2 separate regions of the Rattus norvegicus genome follow, and region 2 is linked to region 1. The links are chromatin contacts, called in public Hi-C maps. All regions are on one chromosome and are shown on one strand. The core of a region is the stretch at or near the end of the contact, and the rest is flanking DNA. Distances in the headings are between cores, read along the strand shown.

Region 1 (6,834 bases), core at 2,720-5,219:
CTTAAGTTCTGCAAAAGTGATGAGTAAATTGGATTCTTCAATATGGTCTGCTGGTTCTCCTGCCCCTCCCCGCCTTCAGCCAAAAGATTCAATTAGGCTGAGGAAGAACCAGTCTTTTGGGGAGGGATAGCTCCAGAAGAGGAAAATGGCGTGTGTCTGTTCAGGACCAAACAAGGAGCTCTGTTCATTAGGATGTGCAGTGCGCCAGGACCACGATGCAGAATAAGGATCAGCAGCTTCAGAGGCGCTGACTGTTTCTACTTCTGACAACATCCAGTTCGTGATGCCTTGTGTTAGCTAAGTTTCAAAAATGTTAATGCCCGATGCATGAATGAAAATAAGCCCGAGTGGCACATCCATTACAGGCCAGAAGCTGCAAATCTCAACCCAACAGGACCGGGAATCTCCTACGTATATCCTGAAAAGCAGCTGTGGAGAATGGCAGCAAGGCCCGGCCAACCAAAGAGCACATTCTAGGGCACCAGCGTTTGGTTCCAAGCAGGACTGTGAGCCCCCGTTACCAGGTCCCTGAGGAAATGCCAGCAGAGAGACTGTGCGACCTCCTGGCTTACCTAGACTTAGTAAGTGCTGACAGGACTTTTAGGGCTCCAGGACCTGAACTCTACAAGACACCACTCAATGACGAGAAAACTAATATATTAGCTATAAAATGCCTGCAACATCTGTTTTCCCACGGACCAAGACGTCTTATTCTTATTTTACTACAGAGAAGGTGTGGCAGACATTAATGGTTTATGAGCCAAAACGTATTTGGCAGGAAGGACATTGACAGGGAAAATTAACTTTTTTTCATATGTTCTAATTAAGTGGTGGCAAAACCAGTTTCCCAAAGTGGCCCAGACTGAGAATCCTGTTGATCTTGTTAGACATTGCCCAGGGCCTGCAGCAGCTGCCCTGGATGAATCCTGCCAGCGTATCCTCTGGCCTGACTTGGTTCAAACTCCTACTGCTGTGCCAGATCCAGTACCACGGCCCCGATTGACCACTCCAGAGGACTGAGGGGAACAGAATCTGGCACCCCCCCCACACACCCATGCAGGGTCACTGACAGGATGCTCAGGAGAGTGGCAGAGGACACATCTGAGAGTTTAGTTACAGTCCTGGAGATAGGTGTACCAGCCGCATCACAGACTCACTACAACAGTGAGGGCAACAACAGCAGCCCACTCCCGTGGCACGTCTCCTGTGGCAGGTGCTACTTTAACCCGTGACAAACCAACTCATCTACTCTTTACACACTTCAGCATCTTCACTTTCAGGTAAGGAAGGTTCTGTCCTGCCTCCACACCCAAGGAGCCTCTGGGCTGGGAGGAGTCCCTGGGGATGACCATCCAGGAGAAAGTCTTAGCCCGGTGGCCATGCCCTGTAATGTCCTGAACCATGGCTCCCCACCAGTGGAAATGTTGTCGAGCCTCTTCCACCAAGGGGGCCAGGGCCTTTTGTCAATGGCATTTAAAGAGAATCCAGAGCAGTGTAGCATCTAATGGGGGAGCAGCTTTGGACAGTAGAGTCCTAGGTTCCCACTGTGAGGAAAGACACTAAGGTCCTCCAAGGAACAGGACTTTGGATCTGTCTCGTCAGCTCCGTGGTGTGGGATGTGAATGAAGGTAGCACTGACGACTTGCAGACTCTTTAGAGGTAATCAGGGCGAGCACGCAGCCTCGTTTCCTTAGAAAGCCCTGTCTTTTCCAAGGACCTTTACAAATGCCCCGTTTACTGTAGGAGTGTGAATCACTCCAAAAACTTGCTCAAGGACTAACGAGGCCCCAAAGAACCCCTGAGGACGGAACATGCAGGAAACAGGGAGAACTGCTGACTTGGTTTCGTACAGGCAAACTGAAACATTTCCATGCCTTTGTGCTTTGGCTGCAGTTCGTGCAGTCCACGCTCCTTCCTCACAACACCTAGGGCCCAAGGAGAACCATGTCTCAAGCACTCACTGTACAATGGATGCTACGGTCAGAAATTCTGACACAGCATTTTTCTTAATCTTTCCTTTAAAGAAGAGTTGTGTAGGGACTGAACTGAACAGCACATGTTTCACAACAGCACATGACAATGGATGTTTACTGACTTCCTGGTCCCAACCTCAGTTTCTCGAGGCATAGGAAAACATTTAACTTGCCTTGATTTAATGAGTGATCTGTCTTGACTTATGAAGTACGATTGAGGAGGATTTTAGACACTCACAAAAGTGCTAATGTTTCTTCAATATAGTCAATCATGTATCCGTCCCTCCCTCTGGCTTTAATGGGGCAGCTGGAGAGGATGGCGGAGTCTGGAGATAGAATTTCGACCCTTGGATAGACCTCCTGAGAACTCAGATTCCTGATAGATGTGTGATAGAGCAGAACAAATATTCCCAAAGGCTGGGCTGCAGAGGGCCAGTGAATGTCAGGCCAGAAAGGCTGGGGGCCTACTGACAGCTGCCAGCACGAGAGAGAGAGAGAGAGAGAGAGAGAGAGAGAGAGAGAGAGAGAGAGAGAGAGAGAGAGAGAGAGGTGTTTCCCATTAAGGAGGGAGATGAGAGAGTGAGGTTGGAGAGGGAGTCACTGTGATGAAAACTCGTGATACCATGGGAACTAGCATTAAGACCCCATTTAGCAACGCCGATTAAGGAGCTAGAAATAGCACCTGGCTTCTCTCGAAGGCCGTAAGTAAAACACACTTCCCTGCATTGCTCGTAGCCTTCAGCCAGCTTAATTGAAGCCCAAAATAAAATACCTGGAAGGCCTCTTTCTGACGGAAGACCCTTGTTGTCATAGTGACCAGACATGGGGACCAAGATGAGCTGAGGCTTGAAGCAGGGCTGCTGGGGAGGTGGGGAGAAGAGGAAGAAGAAGGAAGGAGGAGAGAGGGAGAAATGGTTGTTAACAAAACAACCACCAAGGCTGCCTGAAATCACAATTCTACACTGAAGGTTGTTGTGACATCAGCCTATTGCCTGCAATGCTTAAAAAAAAAAAAATAGCAGTCTTACCCCTCACCTTTCTGGCTCATGGTTTGACACACTGTGATCAAGGAGGCGGAGAACAAACCTGCCAGGCCTGGAGCGGACATAAGAGGCAGAGGTCTGAGCTTGAGTCCTAGCTCAGTCCTCAAACACCCAGGTGACCTTGGCTCTGCACCTATTACTGTGTAAGAGCTGCCTTTCCCGGTACAGAACCGAGGCTGAGGGGTGGTCCTGATGCATAGCCTGGGGCTCTAAATGGAAACCGTTGCAGATGTCGAGCAAAGGGAAGGCAGAGATTCTCTGTCTGCTGAGTCATCCCCGAGGTGTGCAACTCAGGGTGTGCGGTACTCTGTTGCCTGTGTCTGTGGAAAATACCTGAGAGGAAGAGACAAAAATCCAATTGCTTCAGTGGCCTCTGGGGAGGTGGCTGAAGACAGGAGTGGGCAGACTTACGATTGTGATGTTTAAATTAAACCTTATGGATGCATTTAAATAAGGAAAAAAGAAATTAACACACACACACACACACACACACACACACACACACACACACTCACCCAGGTCCAGATTCCTAGGTTTTGATGAGTAAAGAGCCAGTTACAGTTACATCAGGAGTTCAGCTTCCCTGAACCCTAGCTCAGATCTCTGGCACTCGGCAGGGACTCTTTAAAGCCTCTGTAGGCTTTTGTGCCTCCATACACCGTGACCCCTCCTCTGACAGGCCTTTCAAGGCTTTCTCTACCTAACAATCTCTTCAATGCTCCTCCCAGTATTCCTGCCGTGGGTCCCTCCGCAATTCTCTCTCGGGGGCCCAAAAGGCCATTCTCTCTCCACCGCACTGCCTACCCTTTATCAGTGCTCATCTGACCAGTGATAACTTGGTGGCTGCCCCAGTAAGCGGGGGACTCTTTGAGGCAGGGCCTCTGTATGAGCACTGGTGGCCTTTGAACCGAGAGCTAGTTGGAGAGACAATCCTCTGTTCAGATAGCACATTCACTGGTTCCGTTGCTTCTCTGGTTGATCATCCACCCAAACCCCAGGGCTCCTGCTCTCACCCCACCTCTGGCCTCACTGGCATGCCAGGCTAGTTGATTATTAACATCCAGAGCAAAGCATGGGGAAGAAGCGATCCAGGCCCCAGCCCCCAGCCCCCAGCAGAAATTAAACCTGGTAGATGTGGGCTTGTGGGTTTCTCACTGGTCTGCCGGCTGGTGCTGATTCATTAGTAGAACGCCCATGGGAAGGTGGTGGGTCTTCGCTTCAGCTGCCTCCTGGCTTGCTGCCTGTGGTAACCAGCCATCCCTGGGAAAGAACCACCAAGCCGAGGTTCCTGGTTTCTATAACCTAATCGGTTACGTGACTCAACTAAGACCCGGATCGTTTGTAGTCCCCACCTTTAGGACAAGTCCCTCAACCCAGAGTCTCTAAGAACCTAGTCACCTAGACCCTGTGTAGGGATTTTTCTTTTTCTAGTAGTGGAAATCGGACTCATGGTTCTTTCAGTGCTAGGCAAGTGCTCTATCTCTGAGCTACACCCCCAGACTTCTTTCTTAGTTTTTATTTTGAGATGTGGTCTCACTAAGTTATACAGGCCAGTCTGGCACTCTGTCTGTATCTGTGGTGGCCCTGATCCATGTGATCCTCTTGCCTCAGCCTCCTGAGTAGCTAGGGTTGAATCAGCAGACTCCACTCTATCTGGACTCTTCGACACTGGGGTAGAGCAGTAGGAGAGGCCACTATTCATGAACACGAACCTTCACTTCCCATCAGGGGACCAAGAGAGGGAGTGGAAGGATGACCATGAGCTCTAGGATGGGGTTCTGGTGTTCTGGGGGGAACTCACAAGCCTCAGGAAATCCCTCCCTCCTAGGTGTCTAAGTGAGGATACCAGTGGGATGTGTCTTCAACTAGACTGTTCAAATTGACAGCCAGGAGAGCCGGAGGCAGGCTACAGAACACAGACGAACTCTACCACAGAAGCCACCTTCCTGATGAATGAATGACACTGCCAAGGACAGCCTAGATTTTCACTGTGGTTTATATAAAATGTAAACCACTTACAAACTCCTATCCTGCTAACTCTTATGTCGGTTACTGATGGTTTTCTGTGAGTTTTGCCTGCTGCTTCCTCTCTTTGAGTAAAACACCTGCAGATGCCTTCAAGGATGACTTGGGTTCGACTTCCTCTCAGCTCTGGATGGAGCTGAGCAAACCAGCACATTCCAATGCCACGACCACAGGGGTTGGTTCAGGGTGGCCATGTGACTGAAGGGACCCAATCAGCGTGCACTATAGAACTTACATTGGACAATGCTGATGCAAACTTGAGGTTCCTTAGGGCTCAGAGTTGTTTGGGGATTTGATCCCAACCATGCTGAACAGGCTTCTGGGGCAGGAGGCCTAAGGTCAATATGGAAACACCATATTTGCTTGGGACATGCTATTTTATGTAGTTTGAGAACATGGTAGCTTAAAGCTCAGTAAGCCGCCTCCATGAACCAGAAGGGAGGAGAGACCAGAACCATCTGGAGATACAGCAGAGAGAAAAAAATACACCAGCAGAGACACTGAAGTCAGACACAGGGGCCGGAACAAGGTTTAGCGTAGCACGAGTCTTCAAGAAAACACAACCATTTCCTTTCTTAACCGTGGCTCTCCAGGTTAGGTGTTCTGTTCCTTATAAGAGAAAGAAACATCCCCCACTGTGCCAGGCTGCTCTAGACCCTGACATTGAACTCTACAATCACAGTGAGTCTGATCTAGTATGGTAGCATCTCCTCTCTGCCCTCTACAGGCGGGCATACTCATTGCCTATGTGTCTGTGTTATAAGACCAGAGTCTGAGGTGAACCAGCAATAGACACAATGAATGGCTCAAGAAGGGTGGGGCTGTCTATTAGCTTTCTCTACCCCTTTTGTTCCAGCCTAGCCTTGGGCCTATTGAATAGTGATCTGCTTAGATGGCCTTCCCTTCCACTTGCTCTACCAGTCCTGTTTGGAATTCACAGAGCTCTGTGAATTCTAGGTATCTTTCCATCTGGTCAGGTTGACTGTCTAGACCAACCATCACAATGGGCGTGGGATGCAAAGTGAGGTAAGGGTCTGGGATCAGAGGACAGCAGAGGAGGACCAGCCCCAGGGCACCGTTCATTGGAAGAGTTAGTGTGACTTTCAGGAAGGGGTTAGGAACTTGTGAAAACGTTCTAAGCCTTCATCACCTGAGCCTCAAAGCCCATCTGAACATTTTCCTTCATGTTCACTGTGACATAGGAAGGAAATGAAAAATCAAGGGAGCTCCAAGCTTGAAGGAAGACTCCAGAGAGATCAGTCTACAAAGAGCTGCATAACTAAGAATCTGCCACCTAGGAAACTGAAGGGGTTGCCTGCCTCTGCTACTGTGGCCAGGGCACAACACTGACAGGGACTTTGGGCTCCAGCTTCAAACTAGAGTCTCTTCTTCTATTGGCCCCAGGCTGAAGTCTAGCAGTCTTTGCTTACATCCCCTGCTATGCAAAAGCAATGCCACCAGGTGGCAGTGAGGAGTTACCTCCCATGGAATGTTATCCAAGTGGACATTTTGGATTTGCTCTCATGCAAATGTACTTTGATTTTAGCTCAAAGGGTAGTAAGAATCTACAACTACGATCAATTTGAGTATGACTTTAGTATCAAAAGACTGAATTGTAATTGGAATTTTATACAAGATTCCCGTATCGATTCTTCACTAACCTTCCTCTCCCATTTCCATGCTGGGGATTGAACCCAGGGCCCCACACTGCATCTTCAGTCCCTGCCCTGTGGCCCTCTTTCTAATCCTGTCAACGAGTGGGGAAGCTCTGCCAGATACTAGCTCTGTGTCTG
Region 2 (6,784 bases), core at 2,437-4,936, 61 kb after region 1:
TAATTGCCCCCATCTTCTAAGCCATGTACACACTACCTGTCTGCAGCAAGGTATTTGCCAGAACCAGGTACTCCAATCCTAACACTTGGGAAGAGGGCCTGGAGGATTCAGAGTTTAGGGCCAGCCTGGGCTACACTGTGAGTTCTAGTTCAGCATGGGCTGCAAGTTGAGAGCCATCTCAAAAAAAAAATGCTTGTTGGACTGAATAATTTGTGTTTTTACCATCAAGTGTTTTTTTTCCCCCCACAACTGAAGTGCACATTTGAAGCATGGATTAAGTTCCAAATTCAACGTGTGAAGCAAGAATCCTGAGCAATCAACACTCCACAAAGTTTACGACGGCTCAGCTGGGGTCTTTCCCAAAGGATGGGCCACACTGCTGCGTTCTGCAGCTTCTGAGCAGATCCCTGGGTCTGTCTGAGCAGCAGCAGGAAAGAAAGCCAGCCCCTCACGGAGGGGCCATGTTTTATTTAAATGCGCTGCTAGATTTTTAATTTTTTCTTATTGATCTTTTTGCCAAGTATGAGTGATCGTGTTCACACAAGTTAAGTGCACACATAAGTACTTTAAAAAAAAATGATTACCAGGAAAGACTTCTAATGGACCTAGCCAGCTAAGTCCCTCGAACCTCCTGATTTTCCACATCCAGTTTCTTGTTCTATCTAGGGAGCTCCTGGAGATCTTTTGTTACCGTGCCAACAGAGGAGGGCCCTCTCAGGAGCACCGATGTGTGGCAGTGAGCCAGTTGGCTTAGCAAAAAATTAACAAACCGGGGCATGGGGTGCTGCACTGGGCCTTTCCCTCAAAGGGCAAAGACCTTGCCTGGGGCCTGAGCCTAGCCACATCCTGGGACATCCCTGAAGGATGACAAGGCTGCCGTCCTATAACCAACTGGGGGTAGGAGTGGAAATCAGGAAAGGAACAAGCCCTGGAGTGTTGGAGCAAAACCAAGATCTTAGGCCAGGGTTTCAGGGGTGGGGAAGGGAAAAGTGACAGAGAAGATGGTATCGGTGGTAGCCAGGCCTAGAGGGCATACCCTGCCTTTACTCCTAGAGGTCTTGAGGAAGTTCTAGCTAGAGAGGAATTTGGTCTATTTACAGTTTTGAGGATAAGCGCTCCTTGCTGGTGAACTGGCTATTACTATTGCTGATCTGATGTCTGAAAAATGGAATCTTACTTACGGCTTCAACACACATTTTTCTTATTGAGTGTGGTAAGGCACTAGGTTTTCGTGTTATCTCTGTTCCACTCTCTCTGTGTGAATTGTCTGTAGTCTTTGTCCTTAGGGGCTCCTCCTTGTCTTGATTCTTTACACAGTTTAGACTGAGGCTAGAGCTCGGGGGTGGAGTGCCTGTCTAGCATGCACAAAGTCCTGGGTTCCACTCCCGGCACCCCCCCCCCCAATCTGTTCCAAATTGGAAGCTATGAAACCATGGCAGCATCCCCCCCCAGATTTACCTGACTGCTTCTGGCAAGTTTTTTTTTTCCTTGCAGATTGTATTGCTATGGCACTGATTCTTTAAAATCGAAGAGAAATGAAAACTGAAGAGATATTTGCATGGCATGGCTGGTGAGTCTATTTTGGTCGCAGCTTGCCAAAAGTGGCTTAAATTCTCTTTACCACCTTTGCTGTGGAAATCTGAAACATGGAATCAGGGTGTGTGCGTGCGTGTGTCTCAAAAACTGCGGCTGCCCGTGTAAAGGATGTCTATACCACACTTGTGACATTTTGCTGTTCTACAAGGAGGGTTTAAACCAATAAACCCTAAACCAATATTGAATGGTTTGGGAGAGCTAGCGGAGGGGAGAGTTTGAAGGATCCTCCATCATCCTGAGTAATAGAAACTTGTAGTTTAAAGACCGAGGTGTCAAAGCGAGGAAACAGATCTGAAGCCTCAGGCGCTAGTCGCTTTCCACAGGGCACAGTGGGAGAGTGAACCTTCCCATAATCCGTGGCATCTCTTCTAGATCTAGATAGACTCTAAACTGTTTGAGACAGATGAATGGAAGGATAAGAGGCGTTCACACCCAAATCGCGGAGTAGGGGGAGGGAGAGGAGCGAGGAGAGGGGGAAGAAGGGGGAGGGGGAGGGGAAGCACAGAAGAGCAGCAGACCTTAGAAGAACTGCTCAAGGTCACACCGCGGGATAGTGCTGAAAGCCGAATTCGAATCCAAGCCCGGAACTGCAGGACTGAAAGTTCCAGAGAGAGAGCCACACAAACGTGCCCTCTTCTCTCTTCTTGACTCAGCAGCCCTCGCTTGGCCACCGGGCGGTGGGAATCACACTTCCTGGGCCTTTCCAGCCAGGGGTTTGGGGTCCCTTGTTTTTCCCGGCTCAACAGAAGTGGACTTATTTGCCGCACTTAGGGCTTTGGCTTCCTTCCTGTTTCCCAGAGCCCCTGAGCCACCCATTCTTTCCAAGTTTGTCCCGCAGCCAGGCTGGGGACCGTCCGCGAGCGGCTCCCGGACTGGGCAATCAGTCTTCCCTACTCCAGCGTCGGAGGTGAACCATAACAATCATCACCAGCGCCTGCTGATTGCTCGGCGCTTTACTCCCAACGCTCCAAAAGCCACAGACCAGCAGACCCCTAGAAATTACTGTCCTCGCCACACAGATGAGGCAGCTCTGGGAAACTGGGTGATGTGCTTAGACTCAAAAAGCTAAGATTAACGCTAGTTAGTGCCTAAGTGCTTTCTGAATGCCAGGCGCAGGTCTCCGCACCAACCCAGCAGTTCCCTCCAACACTCTAGTATAAAGGATTCAATTATCATCCCCATCCTACGGATGAGGAAACCGAGGTTGCGGTGCCTGGCCTAAGGTCACCCCGGAGAGTGACGGATGTACGACCGGAACATAATCCGGTGAGTCTGCGCTCAGTGTGTGTGTGTGTGTGTGTGTGTGTGTGTGTGTGTGTGTGTGGTCTCCACTACACCGAGAGCAGCGATTTCAAACCTACAGTACCAGAGGCTGGGCTCAGTGCAACGCCCGAAGCTAGGCGCAAACCAACCAGCTAGGATTGCCACAATTCGCGGAGACATTTCCACCGACCCGGACCATTGAGTCCCCAAGAGCACCGGTGTGACCCGTACCGGCGTGTGATCACCCCTTAGCAGGAGCTGGAGAGCACTTACCATAAAAGAGAAGACGAGCGCCCGCCTGGGAGGAATCCCCAGCGCTGGCAGGTCCGGGACTCCCGGGAGAGAGGTCTGCTGCCACTGCCGCCCACTCAGGGGCGCCCGAGCGACCCCGCGGATGCTGGCTGCTGCTTCTCAGTCAGCGACGCGTCCTCTCAGTTGTACCCGGCGGCAGCGCCCTCTCTCTCCGCAGGGTGCCCTGGAGTTAGGGACGTTCTTGGAGAAGTTGACGCTCAGGAGAGGCGAGTGGCCGCCGAGGTCCAGTCCCGAGTGGTGAAGTGCCCGACTACGCTGATCTCAGAGGGGCGCGGAAGCCCTTGCCCTGGTGGCCCTAAAGCTTGGCGCCTGACCTGGAGGGCGACGAATCTCGCACTCAGGGCACTCGGGCCTCACCTCGGCCGCTCGTCCCCGGAGCACCCGGTTTCTTCCCCAGAGCACCGAGCACACGCCTGGAGGGCTGCAGCGGTGGCCAGGGCCCGGGCTGCTGTGCGCTCATTGCCTTCCCCAGGGGCTGGGCGCCTTTGTGCGCGGGGCGCGCCGACCGCCAGGGCCAGCTCTGGATGCTGCAGCCGCCGCCTCCCCCACCTCCTACACGGCCGCTCGCTCCCCGCCTTCCCGGCCGGCCCGGAGGCTGCAGCTGAAAGCCGATCCGGCTGAGCTCATCCCTGAAGGCCACTAATCCAATAGCCGCGGAAGGCGCGGCCGCCGGGAACGCCCCTTCCCCCACCATCCCGCGCCCGGGCCGTCCCAGCTCGGGCGGCTCTCGGCTCTGCCACCTTCAGGAGGCCACCAGCTGGCGGGAAAGGGAAGTGGAACCCGCGCCCGGGCCCCTGGGCCGAAGTGGCGCGGACGCCATTCACTCATCTGCCGGCTGGCTGGCCTAGACACTCGCTCACACACGCGCTCATTCATGCGCACGGGTCCTCCCCCATTCATTCAAGCGTGCCTGGAGAGCCATGGTGGGTGTCCCTGGGGGCGGGGATGAAGAGAGCAGACATCACGGTTGCCAGATAGCTTTGGTGCCTGTATTCAAGGCCTGCGGGAAACAGCGACTGGGAAAGAGAATGCTTTAATATAACCCCTTGCCTTAGGCACACACATGTCCGCACTTTATTTCTGAGACCAGACTCCAACTCATCTTTCAGAATCCAATTTCACGCAGCACCTGCTCCACAGTGCCTTTCCCCGCCCACCTGAGGCCAGAGAGAAGATTCATTGCTCAGAGGGCTACTGGCGCTGATGGTGGGCGGCTCCCTCGTTAGCCAGAACATAGAGATAAGAGGGTGTGGCCAGAGCGAGGGATGCTCTGTATCTCTCCACTTAGGCTTCCTTGGGGAAAACGAAGTTTCCAGGTCAGTGCATCTTGCTTTCGATGCCAGAGTTGACATTAGGTCCATTCCATAGTCTTAACTGACCTCACTTCTCAGAAAATGTCCTTTTTTTTTTTCATGGACACAGAAGACAAGCACCTGTAATTCAACCCTGTGAGGGAAATGTGTTGACCCAGGTTCCGGAGTTCCTCTCCCAGACTGTGGAGGGCGATTTGGAAGTGTCTGCATGAAGTAGCTGCTAGACGCAGAGGCATCATAGTCTCATGGTAACAGCCTGTGGTACGACTGGAGTCAAAACAAGAGGTAAGATGAAACGAGAGTGGGTACTTAGGGTCTTGGAGAGCCTCCAAAGGCTTGGCTTTTCCCCAAGATCAGTTTGGCAGGCCTCTTGACCTTCACAGATTTGCTGTCCAGAAAGATAATCCGGTGGCGGTGTGGATAGATGGATGAATAGCACAGGACAGCTTGGAAGCTGCCTCAGAAGTCCAAGACGTAAACGATGCTTTGCCAATTAGGACAGCTCAGTGGTGTGGCAAAGGGGTATCCTGAGCAAGTATTTACAGCGCTCGCGATTTGTGCTACTTCATCTGTGTCTGCATGTCTGTCTCTTTGTACCTGTGTGTCTCTGTCCTTGGGACTGCACAGTTAAAAGAATGTGATGTGACCCATGCACATATTTCCTTGTTCCCCTCGAGTCCCCTCCCTCCTCAGGACGCTTCTGGAGTACGTGCTCTGACCTCGGCTGTGGTGCTGACAGAGCTGGACAGCAAGAAATGAGGACGGAGGAAAACTCAGAGCAAAGGGGAACTTAAGCAAGACTTTGCAAGGACTGGAGAGGTGACTCAGATGGTTAAGAGTACTTTCAGTTCAACTGGGTAGTGGTGATGCACGCCTTTAAACCCCAGCCCTCAGAAGGCAGTGGCAGTCAGATCTCTGAGTTCAAGGCCAGCCTAGTCTACAGAGTGAGTTCCAATACAGCCGTGGCTACCCAGAGAAAACCTGTCTCAAACAAACAAACAAACAAACAAACAAACAAACAAACAGTACTTTCTGCTCCTGCAGAGGACCAGGGTTCAGTTCCCAGCACTCACATGGTAGTTCACAGTTATCCAGAATATCAATCAGTTCCAGGGGATCAGACTCCTTCTTCTGACGTCCATTGGCCCCGGACATGTATATGGTGCACGTACATTCATGCAGGCAAAACACTCATACACTTAAAATAAACCTTAAAATAAATACCCAAGACTCTGCAGCTGATGGTTTCTCCACCTGGATCCCAATACAACTGCCAACGGGCATTTCTTCTTTCTTTCTGGAAGGACCTCACAATAGCTTAAGAACAAGGCAAGGAAGGATCAGGCGCAACAATTTGAGAAACTACTTCCCCAAACACACACCTGTGTGCCAGATAGGTTCACTCCACAGGCCTTTACAAATGTGACTTGCCTTAGGTATCAAGAAATGTGTACAACAGTACCCCTAAGTATCACTAAAGTTCCCCAAGTCCTCCACCCCCTGAATAGCGTGTGATATGTCTCCATGTTTGAAATGTGGACAAATGTCTGTTCATTCCAGATAAGGTATCCACGGCAGATCAGGGAAATTATCCCACCCAAGCCTACTTTGGTGATCCAGTAAATGTATTGGTGTTACTTACTGGCGTCGGAGGCACAAAGTCATCACTAAAAAGCCCACCCCAGCATGGACGGCAAGTTGATCTGTGTGCCTGCACAGCTAGCAATCAGAGGAGTCGCCACACCCCAGCTTTTACAAGCTTGAGAAGGAGCCTTGTGAATCTTGTAACTTTCATGAGCTTCTATGAAAGCCTTCTATGTTTTATTAGCTTCCTGAGTATTAGTTTAAAAAAATAAAAAGTCTTAGTAAACCTCTCTCCTCCCGCTCTGAGAGCATGTTTCAATTCAGAGGAAACAACCACACAGGAAGAAACAATTGCCACTTGAGGAATAGCCTGGATAACCTGATCTTTAAACTGAAGTTGGAAGCCTATAAACTGATCTCTGATAACCCTTGTCCCTGGATTGCCACATTCTGACTTCCTTTCACTGAAGTGCAGGCTGGACTCCCTGTCTCGATGTTCACAAATAGAACACGGTAGGACAGACACGCTGTTCCTTCTGCGATTGGATAAGGAAAAGGCCAGCAACTCTGGGCACATGTCATCTCTTTTGCTCTTTTGGCTTTTGCCCCCACAAAGGAAGCCAGGTAGTGTGGGGAAACTTGGTGAGGGACTGAGGTCTGCCACCATGGGACTGAACTAGGTAGCACATCCCTCCTTGACTGAGCCTTCCTATCTG

What was found. Hi-C and Micro-C count contacts between places; a contact is called where the count stands out from the background.
Region 2: a Hi-C map of liver shows a contact between it and region 1, with 2.0 times the contacts expected there. The contact joins the promoter of Spsb4 here to the enhancer-like site in region 1. A contact is called at or near these places in 9 of 12 Hi-C or Micro-C datasets (the A7r5 cell line, hepatocytes, kidney and 4 more).

The regions. Positions count from the first base shown.
Region 1 is chr8:106,423,837-106,430,670 of GRCr8, forward strand. All of the region lies in intron 2 of Spsb4 (splA/ryanodine receptor domain and SOCS box containing 4), which reads right to left. Among named protein-coding and RNA genes, the nearest start is that of Spsb4, 62 kb to the right of the region's middle. Within about 2 kb of position 3,970, at least 8 of the 93 cell types and tissues checked have an H3K27ac peak or open chromatin away from gene starts, as enhancers often do. A contact at or near this core is called in hepatocytes, kidney and liver, where this site is marked.
Region 2 is chr8:106,485,585-106,492,368 of GRCr8, forward strand. Spsb4 (splA/ryanodine receptor domain and SOCS box containing 4) reads right to left here and starts at 3,687. Exons shown (of 3, transcript NM_001106849.2): 1 at 3,133-3,687. It overlaps LOC134480089 (a long non-coding RNA gene), which reads left to right and starts at 4,196. Exons shown (of 3, transcript XR_010054248.1): 1 at 4,196-4,769; 2 at 4,868-5,303; 3 at 6,045-6,362.